Regions from separate parts of the Neogale vison genome. Here region 2 is linked to region 1. Evidence: chromatin contacts called from public Hi-C data. All regions are on one chromosome and are shown on one strand. The core of a region is the stretch at or near the end of the contact, and the rest is flanking DNA. Distances in the headings are between cores, read along the strand shown.

Region 1 (2,700 bases), core at 123-2,622:
TTTAAATTCAATTTAGTTAACATACAGTGTATCATTAGCTTCAGCGGTAGAATTCAGTGATTCATTAGTTGCACACAGTTCCCAGGGCTCATTACATCCAGTGCCCTCCTCCCTAATGCCCATCACACAGTTGCCCAATCCCCCGTCCACCTCCTCTCCCGCAACCTGTTTGTTCCCTGTAGTTAAGAGTCTCTAACAGTTTGCCTCCCTCTTTTTCTTACTTTGTTTTCCTTCTCTTCCCCTACGTTCATTTGTTCTGTTCCTTAAAATCAACATGAGTGAAATCATACGGTATTTGTCTTGATCTCATTTCGCTTAGCCTAATACATAATGTTTGTAAGAAGTGGTGTAACTGCATAATACAAAACAGGTATATTTTTGGCTAGAATAAATTTTCAAAAGTAAGGGGGGGGGCAGCTCACTCTGAGAACTCTGGCAATGCCCAAGCAGACCGGCCCCCAAGACTCCAGTAATGAGATCCTGTTGCCCTTGTGTGTGTGTCAAGCAAAGAAAACAAACATAAAGGACAACTGAGAACAGATTCTCAGCCAACCTGAAAGGCTCGACAACGCTACCGAGAGGTGAGCGCTCCGTCCAGGACTTCTTGGTAAAGATCCCCACAGAAGGGCCAGCCCGTCCCTCCCCACTGTGTGGCAAGTGGCCCGGGGTCTCCCTGCCGCCCCCACTGTCCCGGGACACGCGCTCTGTAAGGTGCGCGGACGGCCGAGGGGAGCGGACGGAGAAAGCCCTACCTGCCAGCCTGCCGCGCTCCGGGTACGCCAGCCCCAAGAGCTTCTGAGCCTCCGAGCGCCTGGCCGCGACCGGGCGCAGCCGCGAGTCGTCTCCGGGAGGCGCCGCGGCCGCAGGCAACGCCGACCCGCTTGGCCGGGCCTCGCCCCCGCCCCGGGCTGCGACTGCCGGCCCGCCCCGGAGCCCCGCGCGCCGGAGCCGGGGAGCGTCGGGCCCCGCAAGGGCCCCGCACCTGCTGGCGCCGGGGGGCCGCGCCCACTGCCCCAGGAGCCGCGCCACGCCTGCTCCACCGCCGGGGCCGCGGGGACCCCCGCCCGGGCAGCCGCTAGTCCAGCGACGCGGGCCTCGCGCGGCGCCGGCATCCCGGAGGAGCCCCGGCCCCGCGCCCCAAGGCCGCGCCGGCCACAGGCCCGTCAGCGGAGGTCGGGGCCCCGGGCCGCCGGCGCCCAGCGTCCACGTGTGGCCGGCCCGGCTTCGCCACCCGAGCAGCCGCAGCGGCCAAGCGAGCGGGCCCTGCATGGCCGCGTCCGAGCCGCGCGCCTCAGCCCGCCCGGCCCGGCGCGCCCCGAGTCCGAGGGCCCTCCCGGCCCGGCCAAGCGGAGGGCGTGAACGCGGCACCGCCCGCCGCCCCGCCCGCTGTCACCCGCCGTCACCCGTCTCATCCGGCCCGCGGCCGCCGTGCACGCCCGGGGACGCGTCCGTCCCAGACCCATCCCGGCCACCGCCCTCCGCCCGCACGGGTCCCCGCCCCCAGGCCGGCGACCCGGGCCCGGCACCACCCCCTCCAAGGAGCCCCCGCCCGCCTCCGACGCTTTCCTCGCAGCGCCCCCACGGGGCTGGCGAGCGCCGAGCGCGCAGCCGGTTCCACCAAGGCCGGGGCTGAAGACAGCCCCGGGGGCCGCTGCGCCTGCGCACTATCGCGCGGGGAGCTTTTTCGCGCTTTTCAGCGGCCTCCTGTAAAAACCGGGAAGCGCGCGAGCCGTTTCTCACGCCGGAGTCCTCGGCGGAGCGCTCAGACGAGATCACACGATGACCCGCGAAAGGATGGGGCGGCCGGGCCGCCGGCGGGCCGGCGCTTGGGGCGGGTCCGCGGCCTCGGCGCCCCAGACGACGGCTGGTCCTGTCACGCTGTGTCCCACTCCAGAGCACCGGACTGAGACGCGGAACACTGAGAGGACATCGCTGCGGGTCGGCGCGGTTGTGGGAGGTGTTTGGGGGACGCCGTGGGCGAGCAGTGACCCGGCTAACTTTGAGCGGAGGAAGAGGTCATTGCCTAACGCGAGCCGAAGTGCAAAAGCAGACGCAGTCGAGGCATTCTGCTGTTCAGAGCAAGACCGATCCAAACCCCATGTAACCTTTCAGTACACGCGCAAGGAAAGCCAGAGGAGAGAATCCTAGCCCACGGGACGCAGGGAGACTCCATGCTGCGGCCTCCCCACGCTGAGGACCGGGAGGGGAGCGGCCCGGTTCTCTCACGTGGAAGAGTCGTGGTTGAACAAGGTGGATAGGTTTTTGTTGACTCGTCATTTTACAGGGCCGATACTCGGGTAAGGCTAGTGAGGGACACTTGGCTCAATTGCAAAATTTGTGGATTTGGTGGGGGAAAATCACATTTCAATAGTCAAGATAAATATTTTAATGCAATATTTTTAAAGTCAAAATTAATTTAAAAAATTAAAATTAATACAAAAAATCCATGATAAGCAATACATCAAAGCTTCAAATATATCAAAACTTCAAATTTCAAATGCATTTGTGCACTTGCACCATTCAGCCTCTCTCTTCCCTTCTTAATCCCACCCCTGAAAGCCTTATTTACAGAAATAAGCAGTTAGCAGCTGGCCTACTTTACCATTATTTTAAAATTTTGCGTTAAAATGTTATATATCTTGGTTACTGAGACTTCTTGGGCTTCTATTAAGCTTCACTCCCAGGAGAGTGACTCACTCA
Region 2 (2,700 bases), core at 151-2,650, 70 kb after region 1:
TTTCTGTGGCAGCCTTTGAAAGATCCACTCTGAAGTCAGCAGGCATCACCTGGTTTTACAGAAGAGGAAACTAAGGCTCACGGATAGTTACACGGATAGTTACATGGTTTCAACCTTAGCTCTAGACAGTCCGCAAGCCCCACGCACCACATTAAGTTTCTCGGAGTTTAAAGATGTGGCACAAACTCCCCTTCCTGCTCTGACTTTCAAGCGGGGCTGTGAGCACGGCTGGGGAACGGCTGCCTTGTCTTCCTTCCACGCCACAACTCAGGTATGTCACACACTCGTATCACAAGAGAAGACAAACTCCGCCCTCACGGTTCCTCCCGACACAGCACCCAACTAACTGCTTGTTCGCGGGAGTCCCCATTCCAAGATTTCAATCTGCAAGGTCAGAGTTTAGGTAATTTAAGACGGACGCCGCATGGCACTGGCAGACTTACCTTCTGATCCCAGAGCCAAACCAGCTGCGAGATCCGCAGTATAACGACACTTTCACAACTGATGGGAGAACTGCATGAAGCTTTCAAGCGCTCCACTTCCGCTAAGTCTAAAATGACACCACTGTTTCCCCCATCCACTGACTTCGGACCGACGCCTTACCTCCTACATTTTCAAAAGCCCTGGAGCCTCGCGAGTACCGCCTAGGCGCACCGACCTCTCGCTGTCAGGAGTTAAACCACCCCGAAGGCAACCTTGCAGGTCGGGATCCCCTAGCTCCGACCAGTCTAACTTGAGATCTCCCCTGTCACATGGAGAGGTCGATTTCACACCCAGCCACCCGCAATCACCATGTGCGAAGTTTAATCCCGAGTTCGGCCAAAGGCATTTCCTTTTTCCTTAAATGAAAAGGCGATTCGGACCTGAGCTCCTGCCGGGCTGCCCGGCGCTCAGGACCCCTTCCCGGCGGGCGCCCGGCAGCCGCCCCGGCAGGACCCACCCCGAGCAGGAACGCGGAGCCCTCCAGGTGTAGCTGGCGACTGCAGGCCACGCCGCCCGCGGCCGCCTGGGACTCGGAGGCCGAGGGCGGAGGCGCGGCCGCCGCGCCCGCGCACAGCCGGCCCCGCCCGCCCGCCCCGCCCCCACCGCCCCGCCGGCGGGAGCTGCGGGCGCGCGCCCCGCCTAGGCCTCGCCGCGCGCCACCGCGCCGCCGCCCGCGCTCCCTCCCTCCCGGCCCCCGCCCGCCCGCGCGCTCCCGGCTCGCGACCCCCTCCCCCGGCCCTCCCCGCCCGCGCGCCCCGCACTCACTGAACATCCCAGGCGGCTCCGGCTCCTCCCGCCGCCGCCGCCTCCGCGATCGGGTCGCTTCCGCCTCCGTTGTCTCTGCCGCAGGGTCTCGCTCCGACGGCCGGCTCAGCCGGGCCCCCGCGCCCCGCGCCTTGCCGCCCCCGCGGCGGCGGCTCTGGGCGGCCGCTCCATGACTGACTGACACGGAGCGGGCCGCGGGGTGGGCCGCTCGGGCCTCCAACGCGCAACCGTCTCCACCAATGGGCGAGGCGCCTCGGCGCTCTGCTGGCGATGCCTGGCGTGCGCGCCGCCCCGCCCCGCCGCGCCGCCGGCGTCGGGCGGAAGGAGCGCGGGGGCCGCGCCCACGTGCTGGGGCGCCCGGGAGCTCGCACCGCCGCCGCCGCCGTCCTCCGGCCCCGCCCGCGGTCCCCGAGCGTGTGGCCGCCAGCTGAGCTCCTTCAGCCGGACACCGCCTTGCGTCGCGCCTGCCGGCCCTGTCCGGGGCGGGTCTGAGGGGAGCCCCTTACCTGAGGACGGCGTCCAGGTGAGCCCCTTGCCGGGGCCGGCCCTGAGGTGAACACACCCCAGCGCCCCGCAGCCCGGGCCGGCCCTGAGGCGAGCACTCCCCCAGCGCCGCGCTGCCCGGGCCGGCTCTGTGCCGCGCCCGCGGTCCCTCTCCGGGGTCGGTCTGGGAGGGAGCCCCTTCACCGAGGAGGACCCTCCCCCTGATGCCGCCGTGGGCCCTCGAGCGGACGGCAGGCGCTGGGGAGAGCCTCCTGGGCTCGCCGCTGGTCCGGCTTCTCCCGTCGCTCCTCCCAGCTCTCCGCGGATTCTTGTTACTTGGTTTCCTTCTGCTCCGCGGGATGCCCCGTGTGGCCGCGCGTGAGCGCCCTTTGCGTGAGTACTAGCGCGGTTTTGCGTTGGGCGCTGGGCTTACTACGTCCGGGCACGGAGACCTCTGCGCGGCCCCGAGCGCGGAACGTGGGCAGCCTCCGGGACGGTGTCAGCGGCGTCTTTGTAACCAATTCTGCGAACACTTTTAAAGTACTTTGTAGCTGGTACGGGGGTTTCCTGACACACTGATGGAGAAGTAAGTTGTTGGACGCGCTCGTCTTGGACGTTTTGACAGAATGGGAAAACTGACAGCACTCGCGTGTTCCTCTGCTCTGTGATAGAGTGAAGGAGGCCCAGCTGAATGTTCGCGCCCTGCACGCGGTGCTTGCTCGTTCCCTGCAGGATTACCTGTTGAGGGTAAGTAAGTTCCGAAGGCCGGTCTGTAGGATTTCAGGCTCCATAGATTGAAGAAATGGAAGGGATCCAGCCCTTGGCATATCCTTTTGGTTTCATAGTATGTTAGAATCATGGGACTCCGGTTTTTTGTTTTGTTTTGGTTTGTTTGTTTGCTTTGTCGTCCTATTTTGTTTTTATATATAATATTTTTATTTCAGTATTTTGAAAAATTTTCACTTTTGA

What was found. Hi-C and Micro-C count contacts between places; a contact is called where the count stands out from the background.
Region 2: a contact with region 1 is called in a Hi-C map of fibroblasts, with 5 times the contacts expected there. The contact joins the promoter of TAF5L here to the enhancer-like site in region 1. A contact is called at or near these places in 2 of 3 Hi-C or Micro-C datasets (fibroblasts and muscle).

What each region holds. Positions count from the first base shown.
Region 1 is chr2:148,715,034-148,717,733 of ASM_NN_V1, forward strand. No RefSeq gene overlaps it. Among named protein-coding and RNA genes, the nearest start is that of ABCB10, 9.6 kb to the left of the region's middle. Within about 2 kb of position 1,373, the one cell type or tissue checked has open chromatin away from gene starts, as enhancers often do. A contact at or near this core is called in fibroblasts, where this site is marked.
Region 2 is chr2:148,784,767-148,787,466 of ASM_NN_V1, forward strand. It overlaps TAF5L (TAF5-like RNA polymerase II p300/CBP-associated factor-associated factor 65 kDa subunit 5L), which reads right to left and starts at 1,401. Exons shown (of 5, transcript XM_044239291.1): 1 at 1,249-1,401. URB2 (unhealthy ribosome biogenesis protein 2 homolog) reads left to right here and starts at 1,621. Exons shown (of 11, transcript XM_044239297.1): 1 at 1,621-1,771; 2 at 2,273-2,478.